Regions from separate parts of the Ovis aries genome. Here region 2 is linked to region 1. Evidence: chromatin contacts called from public Hi-C data. All regions are on one chromosome and are shown on one strand. Each heading gives the region's core, a stretch centred on a gene start, on an enhancer-like site or on the middle of the called end of the contact. The rest is flanking DNA. Distances are from core to core; before and after follow the strand shown. Region 1 overlaps UBE3C (ubiquitin protein ligase E3C). Region 2 has its middle 76 kb from the start of DNAJB6.

Region 1 (7,943 bases), core at 3,115-5,614:
TGGGGAACTCAGATTCCACAAGCCACCTAGGGCAGCCCAAACAGTAAATACATAAAGGAATCAGAAAAGCCACCAAACTTTATTTTCCTGAGAGGGGGAGCGGGCACTGAGTGCCATGTGGGATCTTAGTCCCCTGACCAGGGATGGAACACCAGGCCCCCTGCCTTTGAAGCCCAGAGCCTTAACGAACCACCGGACCATGGGAAGTCCCAGGCCCTCAAACTTTCAACACAACCTATCATAGGAAAATGATTCAGTCATTTTAAGCAACCAACATTAGACACATGGAAATTCTCAGGTGTTCTGACCTCCCGCCCTGGACTCTTGGGGATGAAGACTGTCAGGAATTCGGGATGCTGGACGCCCCACCCAGGGATGGTCCTTTCCCTGTGGTCATTGCTCCCTGCCCTCCTCAGCTGTATCAGGCCCTTGTTCATCTGACCACGCTTCGAGAACTCTGACCACACCCAGGGCGAGGCCCTGGGACGCAGAGTGACTGGCTGAGGGCCCTGCCAACCAGGCGTCATCAGAGAGACTGGGGCAGCTGCAAACGGGTAGCTCAAACTCCAGGCCCGGAGGGGGGTGGGGGCGGCAGCCAACAGTCTGGGAACAACAGCCCCCACCCCTGGGCTGGGCGGGGCTCCGATGCCCACCTGTGTGCCCAGCAGACCTGCAGCCACAATTAGAGACAACGCCATTAGGTCATGGAGTCTGGGGCCCCACCCAGCCGGGCAGCCCTGATTCACGTGGGGTGCGGCCGTCAGCAGCCCGAAGGGCACACTCAGGCAGTGGACCTCCCAGGGCAGCCCCCGTGGGGACACCCACGCAGGGGGCCTTGGTCCACTGAGGGGCAGGCCCGAGTGCGGCCCCCCACCACCCCAGAGCCTGCTCTTCCCTTCGCCTGGTGCCCCCAGTACACGTTTATCCCCCGGACACGCAGATCGCGAGGGCAGCTTGCTCCCAGTGGACCAGAGCAGACTGGCCCCACACCCCTCGGGAAGGCCAGGAAAACAGCTCGTGGACGGACGACGGACGCTGCCCACAGCGGTCTCCAGTGTTCACACGGGATGTGTGCAAGCGTGAATTCACGTCACCGAGTTAGGAAGCCTGGGGTGACATTCGAGGAGCGCTCACAGGCCGGGCATCAGGACGCCGGTGGGGGTGGGATGAGGGTCGCTCCGGGCGAGTGGCCCCAGACGTCACAGCGCCCTGGAGCGGGCACATCGTGCCCTGGGGAGAAGGCTGCCCGGGCACCAAGGCACCTCAGAGGATGGCGTTCGGCTCCCACCTGGCTCCCCAGGACAATGGGGCGCACCACAGCCGGGTGCAGCCCAGCTGGTGGCCTCCGTGCTACTGAAGGGTGACGAGCGGCCGACCCTCCCCCGGGACCACCCCCGTCCTTGCACGCTGTGCCCACCTCGCTTCTTGTTTGTAGACTCTCTGGCCCTTTGCCCCCAGGGCTGGGCTGGGCAGAGGGCAGAGTCCACCTGACCTGAATCCTCTGTCCTGACCCCCAACCTTGGGCTCGGCCTGTTCCAGCATCTGGACCTGGATCCAGTTGCTGTCTGTCCTCTGCCCCAGCAGGCCTGCCTCCTTCCCCCAGGTCCCAGCGTGACGGGAGGAGGCCCTGAAGATGCCTGGTGACCTGGAGGAGCTGGCGGTGGAGCTGGTCACCCTGGCCGCACCTCTGCCCACGCCAGCCTGTGGCCCCACTGTGCTCCCTGGGCGGGCTGCCAGAGCACACCCGGGAGGCCCAGGAGAGGGGATCCCACCCGTGCTGCGGGCCACTGTCCACTGTCAGCCGAGACCCCTTCCCGCTGGACGCCAGCTCGCAGGCCTGGGGACCGCTGTGACCTCCCCGGGGGGCCGTGACCTCTGGGGGCGGCTGTGACCTCCCTAGGGGGCCGTGACCTCCCTGTGGTAGCCATGACCTCCCTGGGGGGCCGTGACCTCTGGAGGTAGCTGTGACCTCTCTGGAGGGTCGTGACCTCCCTGTGGGGCTGTGACCTCTGGAGGGGGCATAACCTCTCTGGGGGAGCTGTGACCTCTGGGGGCTGTGACTTTTCTGGGGGGCTGTGACCTCTGGGGGTAGCTGTGATCTCTCTGGGAGGTCATGACCTTCCTGGGGGGCTGTGACCTCTGGGGGCTGTGACTTTTCTGGGGGGCCGTGACCTCTGGAGGCGCTGTGACCTCCCTGGGGGGCTGTGACCTCTGGGAGTGCCGTGACCTCCCTTGGGGCTTTGACCTCTGGGGGTGGCTGTGATCTTCCCACGTGGCTGGTGCCCAGGGACCTGGCACCCAGGTGCTCCATGCTGCCCGCTCGCCTGTGGTCAGTGTCCTGGTAGCTGAGCCCTGGGAGGCAGCGCCGGGCACTGCATGGCCTGGAAGCCCCTGCAGAGGGTGCGAGAAGCAACATTCTTCCCCACCCTGCGGGCCACCTGCACCTCCATGTGGGTTGGGCGTTTGCAGAGATGGCAGCACCTCATGCAACCAATGCTTCTGCCGATGGTGTGAATAATTGAAGCTGCGTCTTCAGTTACTTGAGACTAAGTGTATTCTGCAAACCCCGCAGCCTAGCCTGGCACCTCCCGCGCATGGAAACTGAGCGTGGATGCCCCCGGGGAGGGTATGGGTTGGTGGATGAGGGCAGAGGCCCGAGAGCAGGTGTCCCAGAGCCACGGACTTGCTCGGCCGCCCGCTCCTCAAAGGGGCCTGGGCCGGGGGGCGTCTGGGCTCAGCGGGCGGGGCACAGCCATCGGGCCTCCCACCCACCTCGTGCCAGGGTCTTCCTGCCCCCACCGGCTGTGACGCCCCAGAATGTGCCCAGAGGGTGGCTGGCGTCCCCTGGGGGCACACAGAGCCGCGAGTGCAGCGGGAGAGACAGGTGAGGGGGGCAGCAGGTGGTGACATGGGTGCTCAGCGCCCGAGACGGCAGGGACCCTGAGGCCCGCGGGGGTCTGGGGGGGCCCCTGTGGCTGGGCCTTGAAGGAGCGCCGCCTCCAGGCGCCACCCTGGGGGCACCCGGGCAGGAAACATGTTCTTCAAGCTCCTCAGTGCTGAGGAGGCCCGACCACCAGGCTGGCAAGGGTGTCACCCGAGTGACCCGGGCAGCTGCCCCCGGACCAGTGTCGACAGCTGTGCTGACCTCGATGTCCCTGCCCAGCCCGTCACCAAACGGCTCCGTGCCCCAGGGAGACCCTGGACGACCAGCAGGTGCTTTCCGTGCTGGGCTTTGCCCCTGCCCTGCAGATGTGTGGCATGCTCAGAACAGCTGCCTCCAGACGCCCCCTCCCCCAGCGGTCTCTGCACGGCTGCCTCCTGGCCCTCAGGTTTCACGCTTTAGCCTAGCTGACCCCGAGGAAGCTTCTTGACCTGAGAGGGACCCAGGGTTGCCTCCTCCCTCCACACCCACCCCGCGGTCCTTCAGGGGACCAGCCCACCACCATGAGGGTGGGATGCAGATGCCCCAGCAATCCAGGAGCGGCTCGGGAGGAAGGCCCCCAGCTGAGACGGGCGACAAGGCCTTCCGGGCTGCTGTGGCCCGCAGTCGCGATGGCAGTTGTCCTAGCTGCTCAGCTGGCGTCAGACCTAAGCGAGTCCTGCGGGTCCACCTCTGTGCCAGGCAGTGTGCAGAGCGGGGTTCAGGCAGCCGTGGGTGGGGTCAGGGAATTCTCTTTGTATTTTTATCAAATTAAACAATCAACGGACTCTTTGTACTGTGTGCACGTGCAACTCTGATTGAACAAAAGCAGCAGCTAAAATCGCCACGGACGACGGAGGGAGGGACGTGGGGTCGGGCGGGAAGGCAGGGTCCCTGAGGAGCCCGCCCTGAGCGCTGGGCCCTGGGGCTCGCCAGCAGGGAGGGCCTGTGACCCAGAAAACACGCCCAGCAGGGGGAGGGGCTGAGGAAAAACTTAAACCCCAAAACCACCAGCAGGCAGAGCAGAAAGGACACGGAAGTGCACCAGGGCGGGGCTTCCCTGAGGACCCAGTGGCTGCACTCTGCACTCCCGCCACAGGGGGCCTTGGGTTCCATCCCTGGATGGGGAACGAAGACCCCACGAGCTCAGGGCTGCCTGTGGTGGGCTGGGCGGCCCCAGAGGGCATCGTGTCCCGAATGTGGTGAAGTGGCGGCCAGGGCAGGGCCAGCGCACGCTGGGGGGGGGGGGGGTGCCCGTCGACAGAGCAGAGAGGGGTGGGTGTGGGGAGACCAGACGCTGCCCTGGTCTGTCCCGTCAGTCCTGCGTGCTTCCCCCGGGCGGAGGCCCCCCTCCCCTCAGGAACCCTCCCCTTCTGTGTGTGTGTGTGTGTGTGTACAAGTGTGCACATACACAGGTCTGCGTCTGGCTGTGCAGCCTCAGCGCCCCCTGCCGGCCGCATGGGGAGAGAGCTCAGCGGGCGTGGGGTCCCAAGGAAAGGAGGGCCGAGGGGTGGAGAGGCAGCCCGGCAGGCCTGTGCCCGCCAGGCACCACAGCAGCAGTGCTGCCTGCACGTCCCGGGTGCCCAGCATCACCCCCAAAGCGCGGCACGTGTGAGGCTCCCACTCTGGCACTCAGCAGCCCCAGGTGTGGCCCGGCCCTGCCCACGCTGTGGGCTCCCCTCTCCCGGGGCACACAGGTGCAACGTCTGTGCATGGACGCCAGGTGGCTCAGCCGCGGCCGACTCTGCGACCCCACGGACTGTAGCCCCCGGGATTCTCCAGACAAGACTGGAGTGGGCGACGATCTCCTCCTCCAGGGGACCTTCCCGACCCAGGGATCAAACACATCTCTTGAGTCCTGCACTGGAAAGTGCGTTCTTTCCCACTGGTGCCACCTGGGAAGCCCATGAGATGCCCCCCAAACCCTGGGCACTGGGCCCCAGGCGGCACGCCCAAGCCACACAGCTCCTGGCAGGGACCCTGAAAGGACCGTCCTGCTGCACGCCGCCCCCCACCCCCAGGCCCTAACCTGCACCCTTCCCACGACGGCCCAGCCCCGAGGGTTTGGGGGGTTAGGCCTGGGGGACCCTGGGTGGTGGGCGGGCATGAGGGAGGGGGACGGGCCCACGAAGTCTGGACGTGGGGCCTCAGACACTCATGTGTCATGGCCAGCCTCTTCTCCAGGTGACACGTCACGACAAACGACTTTCCATCTGACCCATGAAAGGTAACAGCGCATCAGTGTCTCGGCACACTCATTTCACGGGCGCCGGCCCCGGTGTGCCCGTCTCCCGCCCCTCGCTTCTCCTGGCTGCCTACACAGCGCCCAGGGCTGGGGCCCAGCCTCCCGCCGTCCCGAGGGCGCTGGCGGGACGCAGACAGCAGCCCCACGTGCTCCCAGAGGTGCGGTCACTCAAAGAAACGAGGCGCTGAAGGCTGCCTCTTCTGCTTGTCGCCGCAGAGGAAAAGGGAATGGTGTTGCCTAGGGTGACAACGTTACAGCCGGTGCAAACAGCAAAAGGTGACGTCTGCTGCCTGTGACATCAAACTGCTTAAGTTAAAACACGGTTCTATAATCGTGTTTCTAAACGCTGACATCACAAGCTTATTTACAGCCCTCATCAAAGCTGTGTATCCCTCCTGTGAAGACAAAGCCCAGGGTCCCCCGCTCTCCGACGGAGACCCTCCCTGAGCTGCAAAGGCCTAAAGGGAAGCAGGAGTCGCCGGAGGAGCCGTGTGGCTCGTGGAGGCACAAGGGAAACCGACGAAGCCCAGATGCTCAGGGACCCGGTTCACAGCAGGGCAGCTCCACCTGAGATGCTGCGTGTGGCCCCAGGGGAAGGAGCCGGGCAGGGCCGCTCCCTGCGGGGTGGATGCCGCCTCTGAAATGCTCCCTGCAAGGCAGGCTGAGCGAACCCAATCTTCACCTTGCTCCCTTTTTTCTTGGTAAAAGTGCAAATCCTTGTTCAATTTCTTTTGGTTACTAAAAACAGGTGCTGAAGAGGGTCTGTCTTAGTCGGGGGAGACCGGTATTTAATTGTCCCCGTTTTACAGAAAGGCCTGAGTACTTTGCACCTCCGCTTACCTAAGAGCTCGCCGAGTTTCCTGGAAGCAGAGGCCTCCGACGGGCCGTAGCTCTCCGGGGCGCCAGGGGCTCCTGGCCAGCCCCGCCTCCTTCCTCTCGGCCCTCTCCTGACTCCCCACCTGCGCCTGCTGGTCACCGGCCTCGGCCGTCCGCTCTGGCCACCACTGCGATGCCGGGAAGGAGCCTTCGGGAGCCCACAGCGGGCTCAGCGACTCACCTTGTCTGAGGAGTGGATGTTAACTCCTCCCAGGACAAACTCCGGGGACGTCTGCTATTCCGTGTGGCAGATGAGGCTGTGTGGTCCGGGACACCCTTCACTTCGCTACTGGAAGCCTTTCAGACCTGGAGCAGAGGAGCTCGGGACAGGTGACTAAGACGCCAGCGGAGTCCTAGCAAGGCTCCAGTTCCAGGCCTTCAGCTTCCATCTTTCTGCGTCGCAGCATGCCTGCACCCGTTCTCCCTGGCACAAGCATACACACACCAGGAGGAGGCAGGAAGCCAGGACGGCCCGGAGGCGGCAGACAGGGTGATGGAGAAGGGCGAGCCTGACTTGAGCGCTGCTTCTCAGTAATGTGATGCCAAGCCCTCGGGACCCGGCAAGGTGGCAGCGGCCCCTGGCGAGCCTGGCTCTCCCCAGGGCCTGAGCTGGAGGGGCTGCCGCAGGTCCGCCTTCTCGAAGCCTCACTTGGGGCGTTTCAGATGCCAGGCGTCACTGTCTGGTGTACCAGATTCTGAACACAGCCTGTTATTACCCTGTCTCAACTGATGACATTTAAACAATGTGATAAACTGATGTTTTACTAGGGCAGAACGGAACCAATCACAATGATTTGGGGTATGAGTCCAACACAAACTTGGGAAAAAAATTTAATGCAAATATTTAGCCATTGGAACATACAAATAAATAAATAAGCTCAGATTAGCCGAGGAAGAAAATCCAAGTAAGAGTAACTGCCCATTTCTCTTCAGTCCCAGATATTCCATTTCTGAAATAATGATAATATACAAATCAATTAATAAGAAGATATAGAACATCCAACATAATACGACCTAAAATAAAAAAATAAAACCAAGGACAAACCCTAATTATTTTATTTCTGTATATCAAGACTACAAATAGCATTTAAACACTTAATTTATTCTTCAAATTAAGAAATTATACATTTTGTTTTGATAATGGTCACTGTCTTAAAAGTGTCATTCGGCTCCCCCACATTTAAAAGGATATTGCTAATTGTGGCCCGTCCCCCACGTCAGCCCAGAGCTCCAGTGACAGCAAGCACCGGCCAGCGCCTGCGTCCTCCGGCGACGCTCTCAGACGCTCCTCTCGCCAGGTCCTGATAAAGTGCCGAATCCCGAATCCAGAGGACCGCCCCGCCCCGCCCCCGCCCCGCCCCGGGCGCCCGCCCCCTGCAACGCAGCACCCAGAACCCAGAACCGAGGGGGCGGGGCCCGGGCCGCAGTGCAAAGGCGCAGCGCCACTTTGGTTCAAGTGACTCGGGAGGGGCTGCGGGCCTCCTCCCCAAGCATCGCTCACCGCGGGTCGCACACGCCCAGGAGCAGGACGGAGCCCCCCCTCCCCCCACACCCCCAAAGCTCTCCAGGCACGAGGTGGAGACAGAAAGGAAGAGAGTGAAGGACCCGCCTCACACACACCCACACACAGGAATGTCCAAACCATCACAATGCAGGTCAGCGGCAGACTGGAAACAAGCATGCTAGTCCCGATCTGGGGAGATGGCTTAAAAAACACAAATAAAATATTACCATTGTTATCTATTTTCCAACCTAACCACTTTGGGAAAAGGCAGCAGGAAAAAAAAAAACCAGCCTGTAGTTTTAACAATGAGGCTTGTAAACAATTCAACCACACGAGAAGCAGTGGCCCACGGTTCCCAGAGGCCCGAGTCTCTGGAGACCAGAGCCAGGTCGGAGCAG
Region 2 (7,943 bases), core at 1,589-4,088, 110 kb before region 1:
GAGGTGTCAGCCCGCTGTGGGCGCTGGGGCAGGAACCGGCGGCCACGCCTCGCCTCCTGCCTGGAGCCCGTGCTATGCGGCCGGAGGCGTCCAGGCGAGCATCTTCTCCAGGTGCAAAGGCGCCCCACCCCGGTCTCCGTGGCCAAGACCCACCAGCTGCTTAGGCACCGTGGCCTCACCCCGACCCCCTCCACCCTCAGAGACCCCCCTTCCTCGACGTGAAACACCCGCCCAGGCTTGGGCCCCGCGGGTCCCCGGGTGTGCAGGGGTCCCCGTGAACCACGGGGCGGGGGGTAGCTGTCAAGGCTCTGGGTCGTCACCGGGAGGCTTAGCTTCATCAGTTCAACCAGGAGCGGCCGGGACGCAGGCTCCCCCGGGGCCGGCCAGCACCGCCTCCCTTTCTGACCTGCGTCTCATCCGCTCTGCTAAAGCGACACTCGGCCGTTGGGTCCACAGGCCCGAGCCCGCCGTTCCCAGCCTGTCCTCGCGCTCTGTGCGTCTCCCGCGGGCAGTGACGCGGACGCGATGCTCGTCCTGACCCGTCTGTCCTCCCAGCAGTTACCCTGCTGCTTGCGCCTGACACGTTGGAGGGCCCACAGAACTAACCGTGCGCCAACAGTCACTCCGAGCTGGTCAACCGGACAGGCTGTTTTAATAACAGTCACTGGTCCTGGAACTGGTGCAGATTTTGCCTAGCACAGAAACGGAGGGGCGCCGGCCTCGCTGCATTTCAGCTGAGGTGTCACCTCTTGGCTCGCAGGCTGAATCCTGGGTGGATTCTCCTCGGTGTTGGCTCGTCTCACTGTTTTCATGACAAGAAATGGGTAACAGCAAACCTCCCTCTTCAGACACCGTTTTCTTACGAGCCCGTCTGCAGGGCGTCCGTGCTCAGCCGCCCCCAGCGTGTCTGACCCTTTGTGACCCTGCCTCAGAAGCTCCCAAACGGAGCCCTTCGTGGGCCTCCAACGCGGGTGCCATCAGCCCGTCCCCGCAGTTCCACCAGCTGCAGGAGCCCTGGCGACTCTGTCCGTTGCCCCGTCTCCACCTCCCCGTGGGGCGCCCAGGCCGGCCGCACATGCGCCGCAAAGGGATGAGACTGGAGGCCTCAGGCAGGAAGGATGCTTGCGTCCAGCACCCAGACTCTGACGCCTTCTTCCAACTGAGCGCCTTTGTCTGCCCGCCGCCGCTGCGGGTGGACGCTGGAGAGAGCCAGGGACTCCAAGCTTTTCTGTTTCGCTGCTTTTAAATTCTTAAACAATCGATGTTACCAGTGACTGTCTCCAGGTGACCTGGAAAGAGCGGGTGACTCATGGCTCTTCATGAAAACCGTCGCCGCAATTCTGAAAACAACACAATCCCACCATCCCCGCAACAGAAAGATGGAAAGGCTCAGACTCCAGAAACAGACGACGTTCTGGAAGGAAGTTCGGTCGACTGTTCCTCTCATCTTTGGGGTCTTGCAATGCTTAGAAATTCCTGGGCTGAACCGGGCCTCGCGCAATAAACGCTGCGATGCGGGAGTGACGAATGCAATTTTCACCTAAACCGCTTCCCCGTCCCTCTGGAATAAAGCCTCTGCCTCTGAAATAAAGTTCTTTCTCTCCTCTTTCTTCCAAGTAATAGTGGCAGGGCTCCGGGTAGTGAGAGACGGCCTGCTGGTCCAGGCAGGTAATGACAGGTATTTTCACAGCTTTTTCAGAGAATTGGCTCTTTGTGTTGAGTGCTGGGCACAGGTCACCTCCTCCCTCGCGGAGGCCACATCTGTGAGTCCATCTGTCCTCAGGAGCCTCATGTCCTGCCTCCAGAGCAGGGTCTGGGGTTAGGGGAGCCGCGGGAACGGGGGTGGAACGTGGGAGCCCACAGCCAGGGGCGCACGGCCGACTCCCCTCCCCAGGCAGGACAGGCCCTGAAGAGGAGCTCTAACCCCCCGGCATTTACTGTGGACCGAGCTCCTGGGCTGTTAACCAAGCTCTGGGCCCTCAGACGCTGCCCAATTTGCCTGCTCGGAGCCCAGTGCCAGAGGAGGCGACAAGGTGGGGGGTGCCTGGCCCTCTGCCCTCCATGCCCCTCTGCCTGCCACGGGCCAGGCAGTGGGGCAGCAGACACCACCGTGCTGAGACCAGCCCAGGAACACAAGCTGCTGTGGATGGGAGGGCCCCAGAAAGGGGGCTAGGCCACTCTTCCCCAGCAGGGAGGGAGGGTCCCGTGACCGCGGCCACGCTGGTCCACGCTCCAGGAAAGGAAGAAAGACCCGGGAGCCTGTCGGTAAATGTTTCTTTGCCTCTGGGGTGTAGGTTGAGGGATCTGCTGCGGGAGGTGGGAGAGGGGTCCTCGGTGATCCGCCAGCCAAGGACCCAACCCCGCCTGGCTCCCGCCCCGCGGGCCGGGAGGAAAAGCGTCTCAAATTCAGAAAATGCCACTTCTAGTGTTTCTACCCCGTTTTGTCTCTGATCACACACACAAAAAAAGCATGCCCCTAAAGGGTCACAAGGTTCAGCGAAAAATCCTACAAGCTTTTCCAGAACAAATAACAGACACTGACCCCCGGCCCTCTCTTTGCATAAGAATTAACGCCGGCGGCCCAGCCCCTCTAGTGGCAACTGGGACTTCGTAAATGGCAGCTTCTGATTTAAAACTCTGATTTTTTTTTTCTTTTCCCCCTTAAGAAGCCAGAAGAAAAGGGGTAACTCGGAGCTCATCTGCATCACAGATCAGACCTCTCCGAGAAAATCAAGCATCCATAATTCATGGCATGTTTCCTGCCGGGGCTGGAGGCAGCGAGATCCTAGCAACAGAGTCCTGGCAACGCGGCGCAGCCAATGGGGCGGGCTCGCTGCCCGCGGGAGGAGGGGACGCGTGCCTGTGGCGCCCTCGCGCCTGCACCCGCTTCATTCAGGGGCTCTTGCTCGGGAGCGAGCGGCTCGGCTCGGCTCGGCGCGGCTCGGCTCGGCGCGGCGCGGCTCGGCTCGGCTCGGCTCGGCTCGGCTCGGCTCGGCTCGGCTCGGCTCGGCTCGGCTCGGCTCGGCTCGGCTCGGCTCGGCTCGGCTCGGCTGGGTTCGGCTCGGCTCGACTCTGCTCGGCTCGGCTTGACTCCGCTCAGCTCCGCTCGGCTCGGCTGCGCTCGGCTCGGGCGGGAGGACGAGGGCCGCTTAACATCGGGCCGGGCCTGGGTCTTCCGAAGCCGCGGTCGCCGCCGTGCCCGCTGGCAGACGCGAGAGCACGCGTTGCTAGACTTAAAACACCACCTTCCCTCACCCGCCACACAGCCCCCGACGGCCGGTCTGCGCGGGGCCCCTTGGCGCTCGAGGGGTCGTCGCGTGCGAACAGCCCCGCGGGGCCCCCCGTTCCGCAGTCGCGGCCGCGCTCGCCTTCCTCTGAGCCGTGCTCTCGGCCCCTCGGCTGCTGGGAGCCACGCCCAAGCCGGGGCGCTCGTCCCGCCGCAGGCCGCGAGGCGGCGGCTCCTCCGCGGCTCGGGCCCCTCCGCCCGGGGCCCGGCGGCTGCGGAGCCCCGCAAACCGCGCGGGTGCGCGTCTGGCCGCCGAGCAGGCCGCGGGCGCGTTTGTCTCAGGACGACGCCCTCGCGGCGGCAGCGACTGCCGCACCGCAGCCGCCTCCCCGCGGGGGAGCAGCGAAGCTCACACCGCGTAGCCCGCGGGTTCTCGGGAAGGATTCCGCTCAAGTCACCCCACCGCCGGCGAACCCCGCACCCGCCGGCGAACCCCGCACCCGCCGGCGAACCCCGCACCCGCCGGCAGCACAGGCCCAGCCCGGTGCCCGCTCAGGGCCCTGCCGCGGACGCTGGGCGTCGGGTCCTGCGCATCTCAGCTTCCACTCCGCACACTCAGACACCCTCTCTTTCCACTCGGAGGTGCTACCGTGCGGTGTTGTCTGTGCGTGCCCGTCCCACGAGGAGACACCAGAGAAGCCTCGGGTGCTGGCAGCAACGGAAACATTTCTTATGGATGCTCCAAGCCGTATCTGGGGACTCGCTGCCCTGCACTGAACTCAGGTGAATAGAATAAATTAGCAAGAGTGGGCAAGCTGCCAAGAGCAAAGCGGAACCCGCAGGATCCCCACCGAGCCCAGGTCTAGCCTAGAAGCCCCTCAGAAAGCGAGAGGGGCTCACCTTCAAAACCACTCTGGAAGGAGAGCTCGGGAGAGGTGGTGATTCCCTGGCTCAGTTCATACTGATGGCTCTTCAAGTGTTACTGCAAAAAAATATTCATCTCTGAAAAATCAGTGGTTTTTTTCCTTGTTGAAATGGGTGTTTTCCATCAAGTCAGATGAGAACGTCACCTTTGCCAATGGTTTAGATTTTAAACCACACTGAGCTCTGCAGACTCAAATGGGCTCTGCAAAGCTCATGGCACTTTAAGGAAGAAATGCACGGGTCTCCCCTGTGGTCGAGGGGTTTAGGACTCAGGACTTCCAATTCAGGGTGTGCTGGTCCAATCTCTGGTCAGGGAACTAGTCGCGCAGTTGTGTCTTTGCGACCCTGTGGACTGCAGCCCACCAGGCTCCTCTTTCCATGGGATTCCCCAGGCAAGAATACTGGAGTGGGTAGCCTTTCCTTTCTCCAGGGGATCTTCCCCACCCAGGGACTGAACCCAGGTCTCCCACATTGCAGGCAGTTTCTTTACAGACTGCGCCACCAGGGAAGCCCCAGATCCCACGTGCCATGGGACCAAAAAAAAAAAAATTCTTTTTAATCTGAAAAAGAAAAAGCAGACAAACACACCCAGAGGCAGTCACTGCAGTGGAAATACGAGAGACTGCGGGGGTGTCAGCAATGGGACACCTCTTTTCTGCCCTGCGTTTAGGCACAGGAAGGGAGTCCGTGTGTAGCAGATCTGCCCTTTCATTCAGACCACCCCAGGATCCCCTGGTGTGTGCGGCTGGAAGGCACACCCGCTAGGGAGGATGCTCCTGGCCACCCCTGCTTCCTTCAGGGGCACACATTCCCCGCAGACACCTTCTGAGGAAAGCAAGCTTTAAGAGCCGCTGGGAGCACAGAATTCCAGTGAAGACATTTCTTTTCCTCTCATACTGATAAAAGCTTGCAATGGGAATCAAAAAAGATGCCTGCTATTTTAAATACCTTTGCACACTCTCCTTTATCACAATGTATTCCCTAAAAAAGAAAAAAGACCCTGGCGATCGGGCAGCAGCCTAACTCCCTGGTGGCCCCCCTCATCATCAGAGGCCCGTGGGGAGCAGAGAGCCTGCACACGCTCGGTAGTGACAGAGGTGGGGAAGGCCTGGCTCCCGGAAGAGCGAGCCTCTCCCTGAGGATGGCTCGTGGCCAACGTCACCACTGCCTCCTCCCGCCAGGTGGCAGCACATGGAAACCCACCGGGCGTCCATGGCACAGTGCACGGCCCTCATCCGCAGTCTTCAGGCCCGACGACTGCAGCACGGCCCCGCCTGGCTACCCCCGCGCCCAGCAGCCCCAACCCGAGAGGACTCTGGGTCCCACTGGGCCGCCTCTGTGGGCTCTGTGTGACTGTGACATACGGCGATGTCGGGGTCCCCAGACCCTCCGCCCCAAGAGAGGAGCAGGCAGAGGCCTCCGTGTCACCAGCTGTGTGCCTGGGTCTGATGTCAGGCACGCGCGTGCACACTTGTGTGCACACACACACTCACGTGCAGGCTCACTGCTCTCCCTGCTGGCTTTCTCGCGCCTCAGGTGGGCAACCCCTGGGCTGGCGAGCGAGCAGAAGGGCGTGTGTCCACTGCTCAGCTCCTGTCTCGGGAGTGCTCTCTACAAGAGCCAGCCGGATTCCGAAGTGTTTCCATGTTGGGCTTGAACAAGAACCAAGCGCGAGTGAACTCACACACAAAACAGACTCAGACACAAGCAGATTGATGGTCACCAAAGGGAGAGGGGTGGGGATAAGCCAGGAGTGTGGGGTTAACACAGACACACCGCTGTGCATGAAACAGGCAGCCATCAGGGAGCTGCTGTACCGCGCAGGGACGTCTACCCCACAGTTTTAAATAACTTAGGAGGGAAAGGAATCTGAAAAAATAGATACGGTGATAGTACCCGAGTCACGGCGCTGTATAACACAACGCTGTAAATCAAGTGTGTGTGTGTGTGTGTGTGTGTGTGTTAGTCCGTCAGCCGTGTCCAACTCTGTGCACCCCCATGGACCATAGCCCGTCAGGCTCCTCTGTCCATGGAATTCCCCAGGCAAGAAGACTGGAGTGGGTAGCCATCCCTTCTCCAGGGGATCTTCCCAACCCAGGGATCAAATCTGGGCCTCCCAATTAAAAAACTAAAATTAAAAAAGAAACACGAACAAGCACGCTGCAACAGCTCTGAAGGGGGTTCTCCACGGCTATTTCAGTGACGTCCCGGAAAGGGCTATGACGTGAGAAGCGTCCAGGACACGCACTGTTGAGTGGGAAGGCAGGATTCACACCTGTGTCTGTATGAGGACGCACTTTGTGACGAAACGTGTGCACAAACCTGCTCCCTAGCAGGAAGGAGTGTTCTGACGCTTTCACAACAGCGCTCTCCATGATGGACTGCTAACGTGGCCTTCGTCCCCTTCCCCCCTGCTCTCCGGCTCCTCGTGAGCCAGGGTCTTTGTGACGGGGCATGCCGTTAGCCGAAGGTTCTAGAGCCTGTGGCCTGGTGGCAGGGTTGACGGCTGCCTCTGGCGCTGGTGGGACTTTTAGAAGGACCAGGAAGCAGCACAGGCCAAAGAGGGGGGCTTCCACGAGGGTGGGAGAGGGGCTGCGGCAGGAGTCCCGCGCCCCGAGGGCAGGAGTGGGAAGGACGCAGGCCTGCGAGGACCTCCAACCTCAGCACAGGCCCCTCACGCCCCACACGGCCTTCCATGCCCTTGGCTTCCACTTTCTGAGGAGCAAGAGGTCGGTGGTGGCCCCCCCAGCTCCTCCCGCAGGAGGGGAGGGGAGGACGTCAGACGGCACGGTCCCCCCTCTCGGAGGGGTCGTGCCCTCGCTGACCCCGCTCACGGGCCGTGGTGTGCCCGGTGATGCAGACTCTGATTTCCTCCTCCAAAGGCACAGAGAGGGGCGCGCTGCCCAGGACGGGCCTGGTCTTGTCCTCCCTCTTCCCCCTTTCTCAGCGCCCACCCTGGGCACGGGGGAGCCCTGCTGCATCAAGGTCGGGGTCCCCAGAGCCTGTCCTCCGGAGACAAGCCGATGCTCGGAGCCTGGGCCTGCTTCCCACGGCTGCCCAGGACAGCCTCCAGGGTGAGCCCAGCCAGGGAAGCTGAAAACGTGACCTTTAGCCCTTGGCGCAGCAGGGGCTAGGGTTCAAGAGAGGTCAAGGATGACGGTGATCAGGCCCCTTGCCGCACTGTGGGGGCCCCAACTGCCCCTCTGGTCGCCCCATCCCTCACGCCGGGTGGAAGCTCTGAGCCCATTTGAAGCAAGAATGAGTCTCAAAGTCTCTGACCCAGAAATAAGAAGAGTGGGAAAAAAATTAAATAAAAAATCAGGGACAAGACAGAGAGTTGGGGGGTCCCTGCCAGAGGGACCGAATCAAGACAGAGTCACAAGTTGTGATGTTTTGTAAAGAACAAGTTGCCGAGGAGGCCTAAGCTGTGACCACGCCTCTCCCTCCTGCAGGCGTGGAGCCTGGAGCAGAGCAGGTGGACACCAGGGGCAGCTTCAGGCCAGACCTGGTCAAGCGTGGACAGTCGAGCAGGCCGCCCAACGGCTCCAGTGTCCTCGTCTATAAAACAACGGTGGTGAAAGTGCCCCCACAGAGGGTTTTGTGACGATCAAACGAGGCCCCGAGTGCGGGAGGCTTACAGACAGCAAGCGCTGCGTCCCCTTGGGGCTGCGTCCCCGTGGGGCGTTAGTGATGGCACTGAGCGTGCGGACACAGGCATCTAGAAGACACAGAGTTCCAGTCTGGGAGAAGTCTCCAAAAGGTGAGGGGCCAACAGAGTTCTGACCACCCTGGA

The links. Hi-C and Micro-C count contacts between places; a contact is called where the count stands out from the background.
Region 2: a Hi-C map of muscle shows a contact between it and region 1, with 3 times the contacts expected there. The contact joins two enhancer-like sites. A contact is called at or near these places in 2 of 16 Hi-C or Micro-C datasets (blood and muscle).

Annotation. Positions count from the first base shown.
Region 1 is chr4:120,154,137-120,162,079 of ARS-UI_Ramb_v3.0, reverse strand. It overlaps UBE3C (ubiquitin protein ligase E3C), which reads right to left. Exons shown (of 23, transcript XM_060415237.1): 23 at 6,857-7,943. Among named protein-coding and RNA genes, the nearest start is that of DNAJB6, 28 kb to the left of the region's middle. Within about 2 kb of position 4,364, at least 22 of the 54 cell types and tissues checked have an H3K27ac peak or open chromatin away from gene starts, as enhancers often do.
Region 2 is chr4:120,258,821-120,266,763 of ARS-UI_Ramb_v3.0, reverse strand. No RefSeq gene overlaps it. Among named protein-coding and RNA genes, the nearest start is that of DNAJB6, 76 kb to the right of the region's middle. Within about 2 kb of position 2,838, at least 19 of the 54 cell types and tissues checked have an H3K27ac peak or open chromatin away from gene starts, as enhancers often do.